Regions from separate parts of the Zea mays genome. Here region 2 is linked to region 1. The links are chromatin contacts, called in public Hi-C maps. All regions are on one chromosome and are shown on one strand. Each heading gives the region's core, a stretch centred on a gene start, on an enhancer-like site or on the middle of the called end of the contact. The rest is flanking DNA. Distances are from core to core; before and after follow the strand shown.

Region 1 (6,234 bases), core at 665-3,164:
TTGGCTCGGCGAGTTATTTAACTAGTCTCTTGGAGATGCTCTAAGAAAACTTAATTAGATTGTTCGCTTGAGACATAATTAGAAAAGGGCTAAATAATAGCGATGCCAATTTTCCAGCTGCGTATCCGCAGGAGATTGAAATATTAGTGCTGCTGCACTGGTCATGTACAACATCAAACCTACTCATATTGGGAACTTCGAAGGTCACACTCCATGACAGTATATCCCCTTATTTTTAGATCTCGACGCAGTAGTCGCTCCCCGCCCATATAGATCCACGAAAAGCAGCATCAGACACACATCCTATCCATGTAGCAGGGATAGAACTTAACATCATTATCATCCATCCCCTGCCATGCTTCCATGTGACGGCTGCCGCCGCTCAGCGCAATGGCATTGGCAGGAAGCTCGACAGCAGCATAAGCGGGCCAAGCTGCTGACAATGGCGGCGCCTGCTCGTCATTCAGTACCCCGCGTCCACGCCGAACGCAAACGAGAACCCGCCTCCGCGGGACCCAGCGGCAGCATCCACGGCAACATCGCCGAACGCACCGCCGCCGCTGTAGAACCCGGCGAAGTCGACGGCCTCGGGACCGAGCGCCACCATGCTGTCACCGTCGAGCAGCAGCCTGGCCCGCTTCTCGCCGACCTCCGCGGCGGGCGGCTCGGCGGCACCGCCGGAGGCGAACCCGTTATCTGGCACGGGGGCGTCGCCGACGAGGCGGTGCAGCCTGTCGCGGTCGCCGACGACCTTGAGGAGGAACGCGAGCATCTGCTTGGGCCTGCGCTCCGTCTCCTGCACGCGGCGCCACATGGAGGCGACGCGGTCGTCGATGGCGCGCTGCTCTTGCTTGAGGCGCACCACCTCCGTGGCCACCATGGTCATGTCGTCCCCGGAGGCCAGCTCCGTGGGGCTGGCGTCCTTCCTCTTTCCGCCTCCGGCACCGGCGGCGCTGCTGCCGCGGCGGACGATGTTGCGCAGGAGGTGCGTCTGGCCGCGCAGGAACGACGCGTGGGCGAACTCCCACCGGTCCGGATCAACCTTGCGGAAGCCCTGAAAATACCAAGTCAGGGCAAGGGAAGTACTAGTACTAGCTGTGCAGCTCTTGGCTCTCGCGATTTATAAAGTTCTCACGGCGGTGTGTTCGGTTCTTGCAGAAATCCATAGGTAAATTGCGCAAAAAAACCAATTTTTCTCCGTGCATATATTCACCGAACTGTCTGCAGAATTTCGTTGCATATATATACGCGGCTCCATCTCTGTCCATATGTTTGTCTACGAATTTTGAATGGTCGATCTCCAAAGATGTTTTGAAGAATTTCGTCGCTGCAGGTAGCAAGCTTACATATTTCCTTTTTTTTTCTCCAACAAAAACCAATTTACAAATTTGTGTTGGTACAGCACAGCAAGAGCATTCGGTACACACGCCAAAGTTTATACAGATCCAGCGCTCTCCCAAGAGCAGGGTTCAGCTCGTAGAAGAGAGACGGCAATCAATTTAGCTAGCTGGAGTGTGTGATTTAACTGACATAGGTGTTGAGCTGGCGGACGAAGCTGGAGAAGTTGTTGTGCTTGAAGTGCGCGGGGAGCAGCGTCTGCGAGAAGACGAAGGGGTCGGCGACGACGAAGCTGTTGTTGCCGCTGCCCCAGCCGATCACCCCTGCCGTCCCGGGGTCCTCCACCATCGTGTACGTCTTCCACACGAACGGCGCCGGCGAGCCGCCTCCGCCGCCCGCCGCCATCAGTTGCCTTGCCTTGTCCTTCCTCCCTTCCGCTACGCTAAGCACAGCTTCACACTAGTCCACTGAGGAAACACTACTATCTGGAGGAAACACCGAGGAGCAAGGCACACGGGGCTTAAATGAGGAAATGGTGAGAAGGGCCCGAAGAAGGTAACCTGTCGTTGGTGGCAGGGTGTCGACGTGGTCGCCGGTGATGCGCGGCGGGGGCAGGATATAATGGGCGCGGGGCCGTGGCCTGGCCAGTGCAGCCGCGACGCGTGCCGCGGGCTCGGGAGGGTTCGGCGCCCTGGCCTCCCACGTGGCCCCGCGGGCATGGAGCCCCCGCCGACCGCGACGGGTGGGGAAAAAGCGCGCGCTGCCGCGGACCCGCCAATCCACGGCCGCCCGCTCAGCGCTGCGCTTTTGCTGAGACGGCCCGTGCTTTTGCGCTTTTTTCCGTAGCGGGTGCGCGCCGAAGACCTCTCTCGGCTGCTTTCTGCTTGTCTTGGGTTCGGCTTCAGCCACAAGACGTGGAGACACGGCCAGGGGGGATGCACCGGACTTTTTTCTCATTGTCTATTAGCCCCAACTGTTGTTTACTGATGGTGGCAGATATGGGTTCACGTGGAAGAACGGAGAACACAAGTTGTGCCTCCCGATCTGGTAATCCGGCAACTAAACAATTCGGATCCGCTCCGGTGCATCGGTAGCCTCTCTCCGACGTTGATATCCCGGTCGGCCTGGGCGACTACAAGTAGTACAGCTGCGCAAATCTCCGGGCATGTTTGTCCACTATATTTTTTAAAACCATTATGTTACAATGCTATTTTTTTTTTGCAATTGTCATAATAACACCACAGTAGTTTTGCCCAACTCCAAAGTACTACAGTTAGTTTTAAGAAACATTGTTTAGATATAAATTGTAAATATAGTATTAGACAAACGCTAGGCATACCATTAAAACATTAGGTTAAAGTAGAGTTTTCAATGCTCCAAAAATACCATATTATCTACAATGTTATGATGAAAATGCAGTTTTGATAATGCAACCAAACAACTTAGAGTATAATTAAAATACTACTCCCTCTATCTCAAAATATAGAACTTTTTATCTCTCCGTATTTGAATAGATGATAATGAATTTAGATATGCATACAAACTATATTCATAGGTTACTGAATGAAGGTAGGTTTAATCTAAAGCGAATTATATTTTGAGACCGAAAAAGTATGATATTACAAAAAAACTGGTGTATTACCTACTCCCTTCGTCCTACTATAGAAGGCGCAACCACCACCACTAGTTAAATACAAGAAATATATTTAACTCTTTTCAATAACGATTGTGCAACTAAATCTATTTACATATGTCTATAGATAACACACTTTATATTATATAAAAAGATACCAGACATGCTCTCAGCGTCTGTATCAACGTGACTGTACGGGACGGACAAACCCGGGCCAGCGCGGTAGCTTGCGTCCGGACAACGGACGGGAGAGCTGGCGTGGGCCTCTCCCGTTAGCCCACGTGCACGCAAGTGGGCAGCGCCCGTACAGTCACGGCCGCGGGCGCCACTAGCGTTCCGGGACGTGGGCGTTTCCAACTGGGACGTTCAGGGCAGTCCCCGGCGCGGTACGCGCTCGACAGGTGGGCTTTGGAGTTTGCGCTTTGCCACGGCGCGTTGCAGGCTGTGGTTGGGCGCCACCTGTCGTGTTGCTGTCTTTTTCCCGTCCGCCCGGCATTATTGACAGCGGTGGGGCTACACTACACTATCTTATCCCGTTATCACGTCTATCGGAATCCTGCCCATAAAACCTGCACAGCGACGTTCTCCAGCTCTGCGACTGCGATCTTGTGCCCACAACAGCGGCAATCGCTGTGTAAAGTTTACCTAATTGCTATATCGCCTCCAGTGGCGGAGGAAAAAAATCCCAAGGTACGACGACATCGATCGATGTATAGATACATATAGCAAAGCATGATTTAAAATTTAAAGTGATTAGCGATCGTCTAATTGTTTAATATAAATTTTGCTAACTAGTACAAAATTGCAACATGTGCCTCTATTTTTTCTGGTACGACCGAAATTATACATGTCCAAATAGACATGTCGGGCTAACCCGACATGAATAATAACCGGCTGCCCCGACACGAAGACGAAGACGGGTCATGTCTTGCCCGCCCACGGGCTTCAATCAGGGCCAAGCACGGCACGGGATGGTGTTAAATATGTTGTGTCGGGCTTACAGTCCACTAGGCTAATCGGGTTATGCCGCCCATGAACCCGATTAACCATACAGACCAAAAAACAAGCAAAAAAACCTGGGAAAACTGATACATATAATTCTGGACACAATTACACATATATTGTGGACAGTAATTCACAATTACACACGTGATAATCTGGACAGTAATTCACAATTACGCACATGCACATACCAACTCAAACTCCAACCTCAAAACATTCTAGGATAACCAATACCAACAAGCAAAACTCAAATAGAAAGTTAAGTGGAATATTATTGGAGCTGTTAGTTCAATGCTGTCTCATTAAAACCCTTCCAAGGTAAAAACTCAGACCTAGTAAGAAAACCCTAGGAAGAAAAAAAAGAGTACAACCAACTCCTAAATGTTCAAGTGTTCATAGCAGTTCATTACATCAATAGAGAAGTAAACTGCCACAATGAAGTAAACAACCACAATTAAAAGGTACAACCAATGTCACACCCGGTTTTGAAAGGCAAACCGAATGCGAACCATGTACGTGCCAGGATCAGAAACTCACGTACATAGCGCATAATTCGACATCATCACACGATGCTCAAAGTAAATAGCGGAAAAGTACTTTATTACAATAAGATGTCTGAGACATCCACAGAGTCTAATACATAGCCATAGTCATTAATATCATCAAAGTGCGGAAATACGTAACGTAGTAGATAAGGCCTAATAGGCAGCTGACTGGGGGTTTATGAAAGGGAAATGTGCCCTTGGGCCATTTCTAAGTATTTTGGTGATTGAGTGCAAACACAAAGGCTTAAATGTGATAATATGCTCATGGATGAACAAAGTGCAAATCACAAGTAAAGGTATGTTTCTAAGCCTTAGTACATTGGTTTTGTGTACTAATATATTTGTCTAAGTGTTAGAAACAGATAGAAGAAGAGAAGAGAAGACTTGGCTGTGTGCAGCCAAGGGGCTGTTTCGGTCTGGGGCACCGGACTGTCCGGTGGTGCACCGGACAGTGTCCGGTGCACCAGGCTGCCTTGGCCGAAGAGGCCACTCTCGGGTTTTTCTCCGGCGACTTCGGCTAAAATTCACCGGACTGTCCGGTGTGCACCGGACTGTCCGGTGAGCCAACGGTCGGCCGGGCCAACGGTCGGCCGCGCGATCGGCGCGCGACACGTGGCCGAGCCAACGGTCGGAAGGAAGCACCGGACTGTCCGGTATGCACCGGACATGTCCGGTGCGCCAACGGTGCGCAGATCTGACTCTGACAGCAACGGTCGGATGCGCTGTATAAGGAAACAAATCGGGCACCGGACAGTGTCCGGTGTGCACCGGACTGTCCGGTGCGCCCGACGACAGAAGGCAAGGATAGCCTTCCAGATGTGCTCTCAACGGCTCCTAGCTGCCTTGGGGCTATAAAAGGGACCCCTAGGCGCATGGAGGGATACACCAAGCATTCCTACAACTCTTCTAAGCACCAAGACATCAATCTCACGCATTCGTTTCATTGTGATAGCATATAGAGCTCTTGTGGAGTTGTGAACTCTCTGTGTTGCGTTGCGAGCTCTTGTTGCGACTTGTGTGCGTGTTGTTGCTCTGATTTTCGAGTCTTGTGTGCGTTGCTCATTCCCACCTTACTCCGTATTTCTTTGTGAACTCAATTGTAAGGGCGAGAGACTCCAAGTTGTGGAGATTCCTCGCAAATGGGAAAAGATCAAAGGAAAGAAAAACACCGTGGTATTCAAGTTGATCATTGGATCACTTGAGAGGAGTTGAGTGCAACTCTCGTCCGTTGGGACGCCACAACGTGGAGTAGGCAAGTTTTGTACTTGGCCGAACCACGGGATAACCACCGTGTCAACTCTATGATTGCTTTCTTGTGGTTATCGTGTTTTGAGTCCTCTCTAGCCACTTGGCCATACTTGTGCTAACCCTTAACAAGTTTTTGTGGCTTAAGTTTTGAAGTTTTACAGGATCACCTATTCACCCCCCCCCTCTAGGTGCTCTCAATTGGTATCGGAGCCGTTCTCTTCAAGAAAGGGACTAACCGCCCGAAGAGATGGATCCTAAGGGGAAGGGAATCGTGATCAACGATAAGGAGAAGGAGTCCTTCGTCAATGAGCCCAAAGATGACAAGCCTACCGACTCCGGCTCGGGTCATAGACGAAAGGAAGGGAAGAAGAAGAAGACGAGGCGCATCAAGGAGATCGTCTACTACGACGACAGTGATGAGTCTACATCTTCCCAAAAGGACAACGACCACAACGACTACGAGCAAAG
Region 2 (5,692 bases), core at 1,060-3,559, 230 kb before region 1:
GTTCCTGTAGAAATCGATTTCTACATGCGGTTCCTTAAGAAATCCGTCTGTAGAATTCATGGATTTGTATTGGTGGTTTTCTTAATAAGGTACCGTCAGTAGAAATATAATTTCTACATGCAGATTTCTTAATAATTGAAACCGTCTGTAAAAATTAGATCTCATCGTAGACATAGCGGGTGTTTGAATGAACTAGAGCTAATAATTAGCGGCTACCATGGCTAATAGTTCAGCTATTAACTATTTTTTGGTAAATTAGTTAATAGTTGGATAGTTTTTTGTTAGCTAGATAATTTCACTAACAATTTTTAGCCAACTAACTATTAGTTCTATTGCATTTAAACACCCCATAGAGCTGTTTCTGCTAGTGACAATTACATAACATTCTAGAATACATGTATATGTCCCCAACGCCTTACTCTATGCACATATATAACAAACCACAGTGGCAGACCGCAATTGTCAATACCCCCTCATATGAATTTTGCAAGGGCAAACTTTTCAAAATTTGATCAATTTTAAAATTGGGGGTTCGACCCCTTATCCCTCCACCATGTATGCTGTTTTATGGCATATTAAAATATGGTGCGTCCACATACTTGCAAACGGCTGTACTAAAGTTACATATTGGACAAATGTGGCAAGAATGCAAAAAGGGTACCATGCAAATTTCAATATGAGTGTAAAACTTGGGTAAAAAAACTAGAGATAAATCTAAAATGCCAAAAATGAACAAAGTGTGATATAAGCTAATAACATATCAAACAGCAAATTCGTTTGAAATATTTCACTTAAAATACATGCAGCATGTACTATATGATTGAATTGCTGATAACAAAAATCTTACGTTGCATATGCTGAAGTTCTACACTAGCTTATAACTCACTTGCTTTAAAAATACCTTTTTCTATATCGATCAGGACATTGCAAACATATACTATATATGATTAAAGCCAATTCAATTAGTTGTGCTGACTAAATTCGAGCCGGAAGAAAACACAAGCGCTGCATTAGAATAAACTATTAAAAAAAGGAATACTTTTGTTTCGGTTTCAAGAGATAAGGATTACATATTTTGCAGAAGCATATAGAAATTGTGCACAACCTATATACAAAAATGAAGAAAATTCACAAAAAAATCTAATATTGAAGAAAGTTTGCATCAGCACGTTAGCATTAAAATTCTAAAAAAAATTCATAATTAATATACATGAGCCCTTGAGGAAAAGAGTAAGCATCCCTTTATTGGCCCATCTTCTTGGGGCTTAGGCACCAGTGAAGTGAAAAAATATAGTTTCCATGGCTTTGCTTCTTGTTGTTTTTGGAATTTTAATGTACAATGAAATTACATGCTTGGTGTCAGGTTGAACTTATTGGGAGAGCCCTCTAAAAGGGTCAAGATCGAGGTTACACTTCACAATGCAATAAAGTGCATGACTAAATTCTTGGGGGAGTTTATTAACTAGGATGTGAGATTGTTTCAAAAAGAAGGTTTCTTGTGATGTATATATAAATATAAAAAATGAAAGTTGTTGATGCTCACCGAAGCTATCATCTGTTGATGCTGGGATGTCAGTAACCATCCTGTCAAAAGATAAGGCAGTGTGATGATTAATTTATCTGAATTACTCTTCAGAACTGTACATATGTAGTCTGATCAAATAGTATGTGCAAGAACAATAACTCACCAATGCAAGTATTCCCGCAGGCTAGGGTTGCTGGGATTAGGCGCATCAGGATCCACCATAACCTAATATATTTACATTAACACAAACACATGGTCAACATGTTAGGGAATTAAAAGTAAACCTGAGCATTTTTTCGGGGCTGGGCTGATCAGAAATCCCTGCACTTTTTTTTTGGGGGGGGGGGGTGTTAGTGTCTCTCTCAGTGTATAATACTACTATATATTTATTAGCATGAGCCAATCTTTGTAGTCAACCGAGCTATGGGCACGATCGAGGAGACTGATTTAGCCGTCACACACAGTGAGCCAAAAGCCATGGATGTCACTTGGACATGAGAGTTTGGAGAGTAGTCGAGACATCTTGGCCATAGATATGGCCTACCGCGCGCCAAATGGACTCGATCTGCGGAGTACGTGATGGCTTACTAGGGTATAGGCCACTCGAAAATCATCACCTCCAATCTCAACTCTAGGTTTCACCGACACCGCCGACGCCCGAAACTCCATCCCATCAAACACTGGTCTGCCATCATACAGGACACTTAGAGACACTGAGCTAGTAAACGGGTCTAAGACATCCCCGATTATGTGGCCCCTCGTCAAGGAGTCATTAGCCATGCTAGCTGTACTAATCTTTGTGTGAGAGTATATGGTATATGGTAGTAGCTAGCACCTACGAAAGCTATCAGGCCATCAATATGGCTTGAGCAAATCACAAGGTCTTGGGCTATTTTATAGTGTCCTAGAAGATGCTCAGGAAACTGTGTGCATACATGTGATTCTCGTTTTCAACACAGTTTCGGCACATTTTTATCTGCTCACCTTTCAGAATGATATGCTCTTCTCTACTTGTTTGTGGGAATTTCAAACTTTGTTCGTTGGCTTCCATGGTTTTAAGCATCGCACACAGACGATGGTGGGAATCAACATATCAATTCCAGGCAATCATAATCGAACCTCTTATCATTCATCAAATTCCATGGGAGACGCATGTGTGTCTTTTCTAACATTGCATAGAATCTTCTAGTGTTTTGCATGTTAGGTCCTTTGTCTTCAAGAAGCTGAGGCATGTTAACGAGACATAACAAGCTGAGGCATAACGAGTCGAGCTGGCTCGATATCCACCCCTATGTGGGACCTACGATAAGTCTTCCCTGGAACTCTGCCAGCGTCTACCGCTAGGACCACGTCAACCCGACCCCGCCATGCACCCGCCGCCATTGACCTGGCCCTCACTCATATTCTCGGTTCCTGCTCGACACTAGGACGTGCATGAGCAGGTACCCAACCCCACACACCCGTTCCCTGGTCAAGCCACACATGGAGCACATGCAAATTGCTCGCCGGAGTACATATCGCCGTTGAAAGCACCCCCTTGCTGCCGATCATGCACTCCCGTCCGGCCGTCCCGGCAATCCTCCAGCCCCAATATGCACCAGTCGAGCTTCATGTTGGCTGACGTAACTCACATCGCCGATCTGTTGTCAGTTGTCACGGAGGCCATCGCCATGCACGCACCAGCAGCACAGTCCCTTTTTTAATCCCGATGTGTAATCCAACTCCAACTACCATCTGTACTAGTAAGCGCTCAACCAGCGCGACGCTGACAGCAGTCTTTTTGCATAAGAGACCCTTGAATTAGTTGAAATGAACCTGTAGTCCACCATAGTTAATTATAACCAGGGACTAAAATATACTTTTTAATCTCTAGATACTATAGATAATTAGAAATATATAGCTGGTAGGTTTATTTTTTAAAAAATTCATAACTAATTCATTTTTAATCTAAATAAAGTGGTTTTGGTCTCAAATAAATTCTAAAAATGCATGGAATAATTCTAGTCGACTATTTTGAGTCATGTTTTTATGAATTAGTGTATTGTTTCTTATTATGTGCCCATGTACGTGAGTAGATTCGAAGTGTTGCATATGTCTGAAGGGCCCCACGCTTTTGAGGAACTCCATGATTCTATACCGCTTTAATTACACGCTCATTACTGTTTTGGCTAAACTATTGCACCTAATGGGAATTTCCCTAGTAATTGTTTGCGATGTCCTAGTTTCAACTCCGAAATCTGGGAACATTTTTTGTAGACAAACTCTAGTGCACTACATATTTCAAAAGAAAAGTGTTTCCAGAAGTTTTATGAGAATTATTTATAAAAGGTGCTTTTATCAAACCATTATCACTCAATGTATGGGATAGGATTGGCCAAGTGCCTCACACTAAGGATTGGTTTGTCGAGAGACCACCTAGGACATCTAAACAACCACAAGGAATATATGGCTTTGGTCTTGACCAAGTAATTAGGTAAAACTACATGGACATTAGCTATGGCAGATGCGGATGGAGGAAGACACCCTGTGTTACACCCGGTTTTGGAAGGCAAACCGAATGCGAACCATGTACGTGCCAGGATCAGAAACTCGCGTACACAACGATTACATAATTGGACATCATCACACAATGCTTGAAATAAATAGCGGAAAGGTACTTTATTACATCAAGATGTCCAAGACATCCACAGAGTCTAATACATAACCATAGTGTTCAACAATAACATCAAAGTGCAGAGTATCAAAACGTAGAATGTAAGCCTACACAGGCAGCTGACTGGGGGTTTGCCACTAAGAAAGAACTAGAACTCGTCATATTCCTGAAACTCCTCGAAGTCATCCATGTTGCCAGCTTCACCTCCTGAGCACTGAGAACAATGGGGACAACCTGGGTGGGGTGGTTTGTAAAGCAAGGGTGAGTACACTTCAACGTACTCAGCAAATGTCCCGTTTGGCTAAAGTGGACTAGTTGTATGTGGAGTTTAAAGTTAAGCAGTTGCTTTTAGTTGGTCAAGTTTTATTAATTATAAGTAGAGCCAAGTTTTAGTAATAACCCAGTTATTACCTAGAGGCACTCCCTCCAAGAGGAAATACCAGAGATCAGGATTATAATCACCATTGTTAATCATCATCATAAAAGTAACCATTGTTCTTCTAATCGAAGAGGATCCCAAGGCTGCTCATAACCGTGAGCACGGCTGATATACAAGTTTCTAACACTCTGCAGAGGTTGCACACTTTACCCACAAGCCGTGATTCCCATTCTGCCCGGGGTTCTAGCCTCCCCATTGATCACTACCAAGGTGACCTAGCAGGGTCTCACTACGTAGCCTTTACAAAGATTTCCCAGAGGTCATAGCCGCCCGTTAGGTTTCTCTAGTTTGATAAACACAGTACATCTCCCCAAAGGAAGGGTGATTAACAAAACCAAATCAAAGAACCTCTGCAACCAACCTCGGTAGAGCAAGTACTGTGCCCGGACCCCATTGATGGCCCTATGGTGAAGCCAACTACTCCTCTGGTTCCTCTAATTAATCAGCTAAGGTCGTCCCATTCCACCCTCATGGTTGCACTGTTATCCTGGGTTGTCACTCCCCAAACAGGTCCTTACGGAGAGGTACTTAGGAAAGAGCCTGAGGCCCCTAAAGTAATCACAAGGACCCCATAGGGATAACATCATCGTATCATAAAAGATCACATCATGTTCATTGATTAAGTTTAAGCAATAGCATAAGCTAACCATGATTAACCCAAAAAGGTAAAGAAGGGTAAGGTAAATACATACTAGTGCATCCTTAAGTTTCAATAATGTAATGCGGGACAGTGAATTATAAAGTAAAGTAGGACATGATAGGTCTGAGGACACTTGCCTTCACCAGGTTGTTGCTCAGAGGGATCTTCGGCAACACACTCAGGAACCACGAGCTGCTCATTGTCTAAGTAAAGCGAGCATACATTCAATACATTTGGAAGGTAAAAATGAACATCACATCACACATGTACAAATATTGGCACACAATTCAAGAAGGTACAATATTAAGTACAGAGGAATGAGGTCAAGTTATAAAAATGGACTAATCCTAGTTGGGGAATTGATTACTCTCTAAATGTTTGGAATATAGCTCAAAAAGGTTAAGTAGTGATTAAAACAAATGAAAGCTAGAATTA

What was found. A called contact is a pair of places that touch in the nucleus more often than the background predicts.
Region 2: a contact with region 1 is called in a Hi-C map of leaf, with 2.1 times the contacts expected there. The contact joins the promoter of LOC100127539 here to the promoter of LOC101202695 in region 1. A contact is called at or near these places in 2 of 25 Hi-C or Micro-C datasets (ear and leaf).

The regions. Positions count from the first base shown.
Region 1 is chr9:81,241,231-81,247,464 of Zm-B73-REFERENCE-NAM-5.0, reverse strand. It overlaps LOC101202695 (heat shock factor protein 3), which reads right to left and starts at 1,914. Exons shown (of 2, transcript NM_001279383.3): 1 at 1,531-1,914; 2 at 79-1,054. The coding sequence starts at 1,743. The coding sequence ends at 464.
Region 2 is chr9:81,476,030-81,481,721 of Zm-B73-REFERENCE-NAM-5.0, reverse strand. It overlaps LOC100127539, which reads right to left and starts at 2,309. Exons shown (of 4, transcript NM_001112794.1): 1 at 2,114-2,309; 2 at 1,689-1,750; 3 at 1,544-1,584. The coding sequence starts at 2,305.